Linked DNA regions of Mus musculus: region 2 is linked to region 1. Evidence: chromatin contacts called from public Hi-C data. All regions are on one chromosome and are shown on one strand. The core of a region is the stretch at or near the end of the contact, and the rest is flanking DNA. Distances in the headings are between cores, read along the strand shown. Region 1 has its middle 28 kb from the start of Gm52609. Region 2 has its middle 3.4 kb from the start of Gm24150.

Region 1 (6,430 bases), core at 3,134-5,633:
CCAATAACTGAGTTAGCCTTAGACAGACAGGCATAAAATAGCATGACAAGAAGTTTTGAAAAAGTATTACGTAAAACCAAAAATTCTAGGCCTTTAGGCCCAGGCTTGAGAATGTGACTTCTGTGACTCAATGCTCCAAGGTATGCTAATCATAAAACAGCGACACTCCTCTACTCACCCACTTCCTGGGTTCAAGGAGTGTTCATTCAAAGAAAGTCATCCTGACCCACCTTGACCATTGCTGGAACCTGCTATGCAAAGCTGCTATTGCTAGAGGCTCATTGTAACTGTCTTGACTTTCCACTTCCTTGTGACTCTTAACTGGTATTTTTGGTGTTTTTCAACAATGCCCTCCCCACCCCCTTGAGTTGTGGTTTCTTCCTTTAAATACCCCCTTACCCAGCTACTCAGGGTGCCACAGTCCTCTACCCCTGCACAGTCCTCTACCCCTGAGTGGTGTATGACTGTGGGCCCGAGAGCGCTCTTGAATGAAAAGTCCTCTTGCAGTTTGCAGCAAGACCATTTCTCGTGAGTGATTTGGGGTGTCACCTCTCCTGAGTCAGAACATGGGGGAGTCCTCACATTGTGGGTCTTTCAGTTTCACAGGTGTATTCAGTCTTATGACATTTTGACATATTACTATCATGTATGAAGTTCAAAATTTTAACAGTTGCAAATACAGGTTTCATAATGTCTTAGGAAAGTTTTGATTTTATATTGGGCTACAGGTTGGACATACCTGGCCCCTGAATTAGTCAAAAGCATAGAGCAATCGTGGAAGGAACTCTAACTCAAAGCACAGAAAGCAAAAACTCAAAGAGAAAAAAAATCCACAACAGTATTCAACATCTGATAGAAAATTAAGCTCATATTTAGCAAGAATATGATATAACACCCTTGACAAACAGTATCCAAGTACAAAATGGCCCACACGACAACAGAATACACATTCTTTTCAAGTACTCATGAAACATGTACAATGCTATACCCATATCCTTGGGTGTAAAGCAAGGCCCACTCTAACACATTAGCAATCTACAATGAAAAAAAAATCACACAATTGTATCAATCGTTGGAAAAAAGCATTTGATGGAATTAACAGCACAAGAAACTTCCATTCTGGTTCACACTTTCAGAGGTTCCAGTCCATGATCAGTTTGCTCAATTGCTTTTAGATCTGACAAGGCAGAACACTGTGCTGAGTATACTGCAGAGCAAGCTGCTTATCTCGTGGTGGCCAGGAAGCCAAACAGAGAGGAAAGGCCTAAGGCCTCCTTACTTCTCTTCAAGGGCATATTCTCAATGATCAACATCCTTTCACGAGGCCTAGCTTCCTGAAGACCCTAGTACCTCCTCCCAGTGACACAGGCTGGGGATCAAGGTTTTCACACGCAGGCCCTCAAGGATATCACAAATCCAAATGACAACAGACTGCCATTAGTGATCAAACTTCCAGAAAACCAGGAAGAGACCGAACCTTCTTGCCTTGATGAAAAGTAGGAGCTATACATGCTTTCAAAACTGGATCAAATGTTGGGTGGGAAAATTATGATTTAAATATGAGTTGAGACCAGTGAGATCATTCAGTGCTTGCTTCCAAGCCCGGTGACCTAAATTCAATCCCAAGGACATACATAGTAGAAGGAGAAGGAAAAAGAGAAAGCCACCTACCACAGACTGTCCTCTGACTTCGGCCTTTATACCATGGCTTTTGTATACACACACACACACACACACACACACACACACACACACACACACACACACACACACACACCACATGTCTGGATAGACTCAAGCCAAGAGGTACACAACAAATTTCTCTTACTAAAAGTTCATAAAAATAAAAAGTTTCTGCATAGGGAACAAGGGAAAATTGGCCAACAATGTATCAAATGGCAAATGAGTCCAAGTTCATACTGCTGTGTGTGCACGTCCATATGCAGAGTCTATACACACCAGCCCCTTTATTCCAACAGGTGGTTTTGCTTGCAGGAGATACAGCATTGCTACAGCATTTTTATGTTTAAATAACAGTTTTTATGAACCCCAAATTGCACAGAATTATGGATATTCCAGTCTATGGCCACCCCATGTAGTTAGACAGCGATGGCAGGAACCCAATTAGACCAGTTCCAGGGATTGCTCTTAATCGGTGGTTAAAGAGCAAGCATGAACTGCTGAGTCCAGAAAGATCACACAAATACGCATCCTTGAAATTGCCTTGACTCTCAGCAGGGAACAGGAAAGACCTGCTTAATTAATTAGTTAATCAATCAATTAATTAATTTCGCAGTGCTGGAGATTTAGGCAGCCCATCAAGTGCTAGGCAAGTGCTCTACCACTAAGCCCCACTTCCCAATCCCCCAGGGAACATTTTGTATGTCAAACCCACTTAGCTAAAAAGCAGGTGCCTATATAAACTCTTCTATATAGGAGTCACACATGATTGAAGCAGAGTGTAGAAACTAACACAGCACCTGAATGTTCCAGAAGGCAATGTTCAAAGGGGCAAGCTTCAGTACCGGCTCCTCTTGCCCCCTTCTGCCACCCTCTAACTTCAGAAATTTTTGATTTTCTTTACAAAGGTACCTTTCTGACTTGTCTTAATTTGACAAGTTAGCTTTTCCAGTCTCCAGGGTTGAGGAGCGCGAAGGGCTAACAACTTACCTAGACTCCAAATCCACCCATCACAGACGTCATCAGAAAGGAAAATGGCTGGAGGAAGAAAACCAGATGCCTTGGGGAGATGGGCGGTGGTGTTTGCATTTGCCACGAAGGTCTTGAGTAGCTATAAGGAAGGAACAATTAGCAGCATGATAACATTGAAGAAGAGTTTCCGTGAATTAAAAATGAGATCTATGGGGCTGAGTGTATCATTAAGCACTAGGATACAATCTGCTCACTACATGTAAGGTCCTGGTTCAATCACTGGTACCCCTACCCGAAAGAGATCCCCTTCACATTCCCTCCTTAAATGCAAGTAAAGACACATATGCCTGTGTCTGCCTTCCACTGGGGTGCCGAGCACTGCCCACTGGCCCATCGGCAAGCCACTCAGGGGAGGCGGAACACAGTCCAAAGTAGGGGCCCTCAGTCTGTATTTTCTTGGGTGGGAACAGTGGGGTCTGGGAAAGTTGCTGTGGTTCCCGGTCTCCTGTGTACTCAGGCACTGCGGGGGTTAGACTGGGAACTAGATTCCGGGGATCTGAGTCTCCCCTCAGGGCATTTATGAACCAGGCTGGAAGGGGAAGGCAGAGCCCAGAAACTGGGAGGAACCCAGTTTGGTTCAGGGTGAGTGCGGAACGTATGCAGGGTCTGGGAGAGAGAAAGCCTTCTTGGGAGATAAAGGTGCTGCTCTTTACCACAACGGCCTCCCCCCACGGTGATCCTTGATGGACGCGGTGGTCCTTGCTCGTCCAAATTGTCTTCTTTGATAGCAAATGTTAATGAGCACATCTTACTTAAGGTTACCGGGGTTTAAATACCTTTGTGGGAAGGGATGCCCAGGAAGGGAAGCTCATAGGCTGAACACTCAGGGCCTATCTGGATACCTAATTAGCATGGAGAACTCTAGGTTTTATGCTAAGTGACCAGTTGTCATGATCCTCTCAATGGAGTGTCATGGTTACATGTTCCAGAGCAGGTAGTCTGGCAGAGAGCTGGCTCCACTCCTGCCATTTTCAATTCTGAGGTTCCTCAGCCAAATTGATTTTTTTCCAAATAAAATAAAGACGAAAACCAGGCAAAGAATAGGTATGTAATCTCGGGCAAAGAGCGAACACTCTGCTGAGAAATTGAAGTTGAAAATCCCCAGAACCAGCCTGTGGAAATAACTTGAGAAGACACAGAAGAAAAGGTTCATCAGCCGCCTTTTATCATCTAGCCTGGAGTTTGCAGAACAACCGCCTCTGTTAGATAAGCAGCTCTTTGTGCTTCGCTGGGAAGGAGAGAAGCGCCCCAACGCCACACGCCACACGCCACACTTTCATCGTTGTCTTTTATCTTCTGACAGTCCAGACCCTTGTTATCTCTTCCACTTCCTCCAGTTAAACAGATTTAGACAGACTTTTCAGACAGGGCCAAGCCTTTTGTGTTGTGGTTTTCTTAACCCCGCCCCCCAGAGTACCCAAGTCATTTTAATAAACAGTTCTTTTAAAATCCAGTCCTAGGCTTGAGAAAAGATCATCCCTCTATTTCCATGGTATCTGAAAACCCCAAAAGAACCAATTAGCGTTGTGTAGCTCAAGGATAAAGGGGAGGATCTAGCTTTAAGAAATAGAAATATTGGCCTTCTGAAACTAATAGCTGTTATACATTCTACATGGAGTATATAGCCTGGGGTCTGAGAGCAGAGCAGATGTGTTGGTTTTGTTTGACCCCCACGCACATCTGCTGATTTTTACCTTACTTGGCGCTCACTCTTGGTTCCAGGAGTACAGCACATCCAAGTGGTACCATCCCTGCCCAGTGGGTGAAGAAGAAGCCTCCTTGTGATCTTGTTGGAACTTCAGGGGAGGAGATATTTTTATCTTCTGCTAAGGCTTCCAAATCCATTGATACATTAGAATACCAGATTTTTCTAGTAGCTTCCAGCTCAGAACAGAAAATCCAACATAGAAGGCAGGGCAAGCCAAGGGACTGGAGCTGGTAAGGAACCCCTGAGGATGCAACTGAGTGTTTGCCTCCATCTATCTCTGAACCTGCCCAGGGCCTGTGAGCTTCAGTTCTGTAAGCAATAATTTTAAAACATCTAAGCCAGTTAAGACAGGTTACTCTGACAACCCAGAGAGTTCTGATTAGTACAAGATGGTTTCTGAGAATTTGATTAACTGGCCATAGCTAGGACCGTGTCACTGTTAGAAGGCAAATGGAATTGAAGGAGCCAGGGCAAAGTACAGAGTTTCAAAACAGCAATTAAACAGGATGCCAAACTAAAATGCTCATCTTGTCATATTGTGCTGTTCATGTATATAAAACAAAATTTCAAAAGAGTATAGACTGGTTCAATTATTCAAAATGAGTTAAAGCCATGTGTACTAAGCTGTAATAGAAACTCCATCCTCCCTGCCCAGTTCTCCACCCCAAGGTATTGGTTTCTTTATTCCCAGGACTCAAAATTGTAACTTCATATGGCAAGTGACCCTGATGAACATGATTCAGTTAATGGCCTTGAGGTGCAGAGGTTGTACTCATTGTCTTTTGGATCCCAAGTGTGGTCCTGATGGTATTTATAAAACGGAGATAAGAAGGTCAAAGAAGGAAGAGGCTGAGATATGGATAGAAACATTTTGAAATGACGTGGCCATAGGTGGGAAGGTCAAGGAGCAAGCCCTTTCACTACTGTCTGGAAAGAACAAGTCACGTTATAAATACCACTTTATTGGAGGACAGAGAGATGGCTCTGCAATTAGAAGCACCTGTTGCTCTTGTAGAAGACCTGGGTTTGATTCTCAGCACCTTCATGGTGGTTCACAACCACCTATAACCCCAGTTCAAGGTATCTGATACCCTATTTAGACCTTGGAGGGTAACAAGCACATACAAGGTACATGTACATACATGAAGGCAAAACACTCCACATTAAATAAAATCAATAAATCCAATTGAAATAAAGACTGCCTTGCTGTTTTCACCTCCAGAACTGCTGGAATGAATTTGTGCTGTCAGTAGATTGGTGATATTTTGCTACTGCTGCAATAGGAAATGAATACACCACAATAAATTAAAAAGTAGTAATGAAATACCGAAGCATATTTTTCTTCTTGAAGTTCTAGTATATGGAAGGAGCAAAACCATGGGCTAGTATGTCTGGGCCTTGAGTCTGATTTAGTTAAAGGAAGATTTCTAACTAGAGATACCTCTGGGGAGAGCTTAGTGATTTGGGGTACTTAAAAGGGTCACTGAGTTCTAAGGATGTCATGGCATTCATGACCGGAGTACCCAGTTTCCAAGAAAGATTAACAGGCAAGCACAGGAAGTCAAGCAGATGGACTCCCCAGGCATCTTGGTGTGTTGATGGACAAGAAGCTAAATTTCCCTCTGGAGTCATGGGTCAGACAGAAGGAACACTACTTCCTGTCAATTGAAACATCTTTTTATAGATGGGAAAAGTCAACTGTGGAGTTCTGGAGAAAGAGTTCTTCCGTTGTTTACTTTGGCTTTCAGGAACGTTCTTGGACTTCAGCTGCCATTTTGACCCCAGGGAAAACAGACTAAAGGGAAAGTGAAGATGTCCTGGGTGGACCCTGAGTTGAGTCACATGATCTGTCCCAGCATTTGAGAGATGTTCAATGGAGGCACAAGAAGAATGGGGGATGGGGGAGCATCTGGGGCCTACACTTCACTGAGGTTCGGCTGTACCTTTTTGAGGTCTGGGCATTCTTCTGAAACCTTTCCACAAGGGAGGGAGAAGACACTCTCAGCTCAG
Region 2 (5,537 bases), core at 2,137-4,636, 160 kb before region 1:
TGAAAAATTGTTAAATGACTATGTTAGCTGTCTTGGGACATTTTTGATCATAGCACATAGCATTAGTTTCAGGTGAACTTTGATAAAGAAGAACTAACCTATGGGAAGCCGTGATAAACATCTGAAGACAGTAAGGATGCTCATTGAGACGGCAAGGGACTAGAAGTGAAGCCAAGAACTGTCTCTGACTTTACTGCCTCTAAGGGCCATATGGCCTCTCGGTTTTACATCTGTGTGGATTGGCTTTGTGCTTCCTCTCCCCGTGACTTTGGCGTGTGTGCGCTGACTGTTGATTTATGACTTTGTGTCGCTAAGACTTATGCTGTTTGACTATTTTCCTTGGATATTTCAGGATGTGATCTGATTGGCTCAGCTGGGCCGCATGTGCATCTCTGGTCCAATTGGTTATAACCAGAAAGGCTCCTCTCCCAAAACATGCCCGACTTGTGTTAATAAGGTTAACTACTGAGCTTCAGGAGAAACGTTCCCTTCTTCCTGAGTTTGTCACAACTAGCCTTTTATTTGGTTTAAAAACAGGTATTTTATGTTACTAATAGTTAAATTGATTAAAATACAATGTCATCTTTCTGTCACCTAGCTTTCTGCAAAAATATCAACTATATTCTGGTTAGGCCACTTTGATAGGTTTAGGGTAATGTTAAGAATTTATTTTAGAGGCTGGAGAGAGTGCTTGCTGCTCTTTCAGAGGACCCAGGTCTAAGTTCTAGCACCCATGTTAAGTGTCTCACCTGCAACTCTAGCTCCACCCCTAGAGGCATTCAAACTCCTCTTTTGGTATTCATGGGCACCTGTCCTCATGTGCACATACATGCACACTGTGTCTTGTATGCCAAAGCCCAGACATACAGACATCAACCACAACCTGGAGAGCTTAGTGTGTGTGTTATGTACAGCCCAGGAAGGAATCATTAGCTCCCTTTGGAAAGAAGTCTCTGTAGGGGAGCAGCCTCAGGTTTGTAGTCTTCTGGAAGAAGCAAGCCACGGTTGCTAGTTTTTGCACACACTGGTCAGCTGTTTATAAACACTTTTGCTTGTTATCAGAAGACTTTGCCAATCCCACTAGTCTGAGGCGTTGGCTTTTGTCAATTACACACCCTTTCAGGAAATTGTCCACTCCTTACACACCCACTCAAAGCTTCCTCTGCTCCCCACACTCACACGCGGACAGGCACGCACATTCACACAAATAATTCAGGAGTTTTCAAAATTTTATTTCACAGATATGAACTTTTTTTTCCCCCCATAAAAAGTCAGACCTAGTAAGCCATGGAGAGAGGTGGTTTTTACACTGTAGACTAAGGCTGGCCTGGGTGAGGTGACAGGAAGGGGTGGAGTGTGCCTTGGGAGGTTTGCATGCCTCTTTGGTTTCTGCTTCCCAGGGTCAGACTGGCAAGCTTTAGTCTTTTGAGAAAATGATCCAGTGGGGGCGGGAAGCCTGTTTGCTCACTGCTCTTATGGGAGTGGCAGTGCCTGCCGTCATAGCACTGGTTGTAATAGTAATTTTATGGCAATAAAATGATTCAGACAAACAACCAACTAGAACTTTTGTACTGTACGCAATTCACCAGGAACCATTGGAAACACTTTGCTATGTTGAGCCATTGGCTCTCACTGTCCTCCTTCACATAGCGTTGCATTGGCAAGGGTGCTTGGGTTGTGTAGGGATTTATACCTCCTAGAAGTCAGCCTAGAAAGCTTGTGGGCTCTAGGAGTAATCCTCTGAGTTCTTTCCCAGAGGAAAGACAGGCAGTTAGTAGTCCTGTTTTTCAAATACATGACAGGGCATTTCACCCCTCAGGGTGCCTGTCTGACTTACGTTTCTAAACGTGTACAGGAAAACCCAGGTTGAGCTGGAGGATATTTGTAAAAATTATGTGATTTTGGTGTAAAAAGAAATTACAAACAAACTTTATACATTTTCAAAAGAAAAGGAGTCAGTTCCAACATGGTCGTTCTTTACTATGCTGATACTTTTCATTCTGAACTTCATTGTATGCAGAGATTATGTATGCATGAGTGTTCCACATGAGTATTACATATAACTTTCCATTCTGTTTACATTATATTATATATGTGTGTATGTATGTGAATATTGCTTCATAACATTAAAACATCTTTATAAAGAGTTGCTCTTAATATCTTTCAGTGTCTGTAACTGTCCACAGTTTAGTTCAGTAATTGTAAATTTTTAATTTTTTAACACAAATCCCACTATAATGAGTGTGATTTGGAATTCATGCATGTTGAAAGATACCAATAGAGCCTTCAACATTGTCATCACCTTGGTGAGATATTTGCTGCACAAATGAAGCTTGTAGATGAAGCTCTGGAGCAGGGGGGAGCCTGTGATGGCATCTTACCAGCCACCATCAGTCAAGTGACAGCTTGTTCCAGCTCCTGGAAGGAACCCAGTGTTCAGAAAGCTCTGCAGGAACGAGGACTTGCAGTTCAGACCTGTTCCGTGAGCACATTGGACTCAGAGTATTCTAAAGGATGACATAAGTTACTCTCTCTCTGGCTGCATGTCAAATGCCTGTGAGTCAGGGTTTTCATGGGATGAAGAGGCCGTCTTCAGACTGAGTGACAGGCCAGAGCTATATATAGCTCGTTTCTTCATGTTGCACCTGGTGGCATTTGCTCTGCCCCAGTTGTTTGTTTCCTTGGGTGATGTTGCCTTAGGAATAGTCCTGAGGTGGTTTTAATAGGAAAGAGTCAGTGTATTGGAGCTGTAATAAAGGCTGCCGTAGAGATTCATGGGTAGTTCTCTCTCTAGAAAGCACTCTCTAGAGGTTCAGTGTGGAGGAGATGCTAATAGCAGCCCAGTTTTTATGAACTTAATTTCAGTCAGATCTCCTCACTCACACATCTTTTAAAGTCATATTCTCCATAATGCAGAGCAATCGGTATACAGAAACTTCCTTTCCTGTTTGTGCTGTGGTCAGGGTAGAGGTTGTAAGCTGAAGGAAGAAGCCCATTAGCCCAGGAGCCGTTAGCCTTAGCACAGGATTGTAATGAAGGCTAGGGATTAGACTCCCCGTGTATGAGGTGTAGCATCTCATTTGCTAACTTAATCTCTCTAAGTGCCCTAAGTCTGCTATAATGGGCACCATATTATCAGTGAAGATTGTGGGCCTCTTTTGTGTGTGTGACTTCTTCCATTTTATTTTTGACCATGTTTAGTGGAGCTCAGAATCTTAATCATGTCTCCATGTTTTTGCTTTTGTTTTTGTTTTTTTCAAACTTGAATAAAAAGGTGCATTGTGTGCCGCAGAGTGATCTCATGACCAGTCCTGGAGTATATCAGGGAAGCCTGTCATGTGACGGAGTGCATGTGTGGGAAGGTGAGGGAATTGTGTATGAAGCATGGAAAAAGCTGCCTCGTGTCAGGGAGCAGGTAGGCAGTACAGTGGAAACCAGTGGAGAGACTCAGAAGGCAGAGCCCTTCAAATACAGGGTTTGTTAATGCCTGTGGCCTAATCAAGGGCAGCTCTTATTGGAGGTGGATTTATAATTTACATGGCTGGCCAGTGTTTGGAAAGGAGATCTGGGCAGAGCAAAGCACACGAGTGATGGTACACGAGGGGGATTGAAGGAGGGGTATCGTGCATTGCCAGTAGCCTCAGTGAAAGGCAAAGAATGGCGTTCCTCTGGGTAAAGGAGGAGAAGAGTATGCGTGTGAAGAGGTGGCAGGACCTTTGCTCGTGGAGGCATGACTGGGAGGTCACGTTCGCAGACCCCAGAACTTACTTGAGACATCAGTGAGGTCTCTCAGGCAGCGTTAGCGGGAGGTTGGAAGGCGTGTGCAGTGTTTATTTGTGCCATGTCGATTGTGTCCGTTTATAATTAGGGCTCTTCTTCACCGATATCAAACATCTACAATCTTTAAAAATTAAAATTGTGGTATAGTCCTCTTAATAATCACATTTTATATTGGAGCCGACAGCTATAATGAGGATAAGTGGAGAAACAAGACATTTAACTCGTCAGTCCTGAGAGGCTGCAGCACTGTTCTCATTATATTTCATGTGACAGACAGCGCACTGCTTGAGCTGAAAAATCGCAGGCACTCTTCAGCGTGCCGGAACTACCTGGTAATCAGTGGATTGCTCTGAGAACGTGCTAATGTTAGTGAAAGAGGGTAAAACAGCGGATGCCTCCTTCCGTGCTTATGAGATGGAGATTGAAGACACACTTAAATGTTTCACGTTTTGCATAAAGAGCTATAGGATTAGCTGCATTTTTAAAAGTACAAATTTGTTAAAAAATCATGTAATATCTTATTAATTACCTTATTAGTCTTATAAATTAATTAATATGATATTTTAAACAATTCAATAGCATATAATGTTGCAGACAGGTGGCTTTATTGGATATTAAGTGTTGTCCAAAAGGTATATAGGTATAAAGAGAAGTGGGGACTATGGTTTGGAAAGTCATTTGTGTGTTCAGGGAAGGTTTACTCCCAGGAACTGGCAAAGCATGGATAGGTAAATCTGGTTCTTCAGAAGAAATGAGGCCCACAGTAACAACTCCAGACCATCCTAAATCTGTCTTCATCGAGTTTCAGAAAGAAACATGGCCGTATGTAACTTTTCTCCTCATGACAAGTATCATTGACCTAAAGATTAAGTGAAACAGCACTCCAGGAGAGGTGGTTGTGCACGCCTTTAATTCTAGCACCTGGGAGGCACAGGTAGGAGGATCTTGGTGAGTTCAAGGTCATTTTAGTCTACATGCTGAGTTCCAGGATAGCCAGAGCTCCAGAGGGAGACCCTGTTTCAAGAAATGATGATGATGATGGCGATGACAATGACAACAGCAGCAAGTGCAGCTACTTGTTGATGCACTGCTTAATAAATGGGCCTTTTCTTTTGGTGTAGCGTGGTTGTGTGACTGCGCATGCCCACATGCATGTGGGATCCAGGGGCTGATTGTTGGATGTCTCTGCCGATGCTGGCTGGCTTGTATGCTTCAGTCCTCTTGTCTGCCCCAACCCAGCACTGAAGTTACGGAATCTGCTGCATCTGTCTTCTTATGAGAATAGTGCCGTTACAAGTCCCCATGCTGACCTGGCAAATGCTTTACCAACTGAGCTGTCTCCCCAGCTCTGACACTTAAATCTTTGCCTGGAATTGGCAGCCTCCACTGTTGGCTGCATCTGGCAGGCTGTGGAGAGCCACTGGTTTCAGGCATGGTGTCACATAGTTCATTGTCACATATTTTTGCCAGAGCAAGGGATTCCAGCTTGTAGTTCAGCAGTTTTTGACAATAGTCAGCAAGGCATGGGGTCAGAGGAGTTTCTTTTTTAAATTTAAAATGTTCAATTTGATCTATATCTACATTCATAAGAACATGTGTATAAGTGAGTCTGTGATAGAAATTAAAGTATACATATACATACATAAAAAAAACTTTCTTTGCGTGAGTTTGTGTGTCAGTCTGCTCCCTGGGTCAGAGCTGTTATCATATTCCTAACCCAGTGGTAGGTTTTAAAATCTGACCAGACTGTATTGCAT

What was found. Hi-C and Micro-C count contacts between places; a contact is called where the count stands out from the background.
Region 2: a Hi-C map of the N1E-115 cell line shows a contact between it and region 1, with 4 times the contacts expected there. The contact joins two enhancer-like sites. A contact is called at or near these places in 8 of 39 promoter capture datasets (the C10 cell line, embryonic stem cells, hippocampal neurons and 2 more), 1 of 15 datasets of contacts at CTCF or cohesin (pro-B cells), 9 of 484 Hi-C or Micro-C datasets (the G1E-ER4 cell line, the N1E-115 cell line, bone marrow-derived macrophages and 4 more), 2 of 115 datasets of contacts at active chromatin or transcription factors (cardiomyocytes and memory CD8 T cells) and 1 of 9 other capture datasets (macrophages).

What each region holds. Positions count from the first base shown.
Region 1 is chr3:79,025,859-79,032,288 of GRCm38.p6, reverse strand. No RefSeq gene overlaps it. Among named protein-coding and RNA genes, the nearest start is that of Gm52609, 28 kb to the left of the region's middle. Within about 2 kb of position 4,383, at least 25 of the 459 cell types and tissues checked have an H3K27ac peak or open chromatin away from gene starts, as enhancers often do. A contact at or near this core is called in the N1E-115 cell line, where this site is marked.
Region 2 is chr3:79,190,195-79,195,731 of GRCm38.p6, reverse strand. It overlaps a transcript of Rapgef2 not described here. Among named protein-coding and RNA genes, the nearest start is that of Gm24150, 3.4 kb to the left of the region's middle. Within about 2 kb of position 3,386, at least 20 of the 459 cell types and tissues checked have an H3K27ac peak or open chromatin away from gene starts, as enhancers often do. A contact at or near this core is called in the N1E-115 cell line, where this site is marked.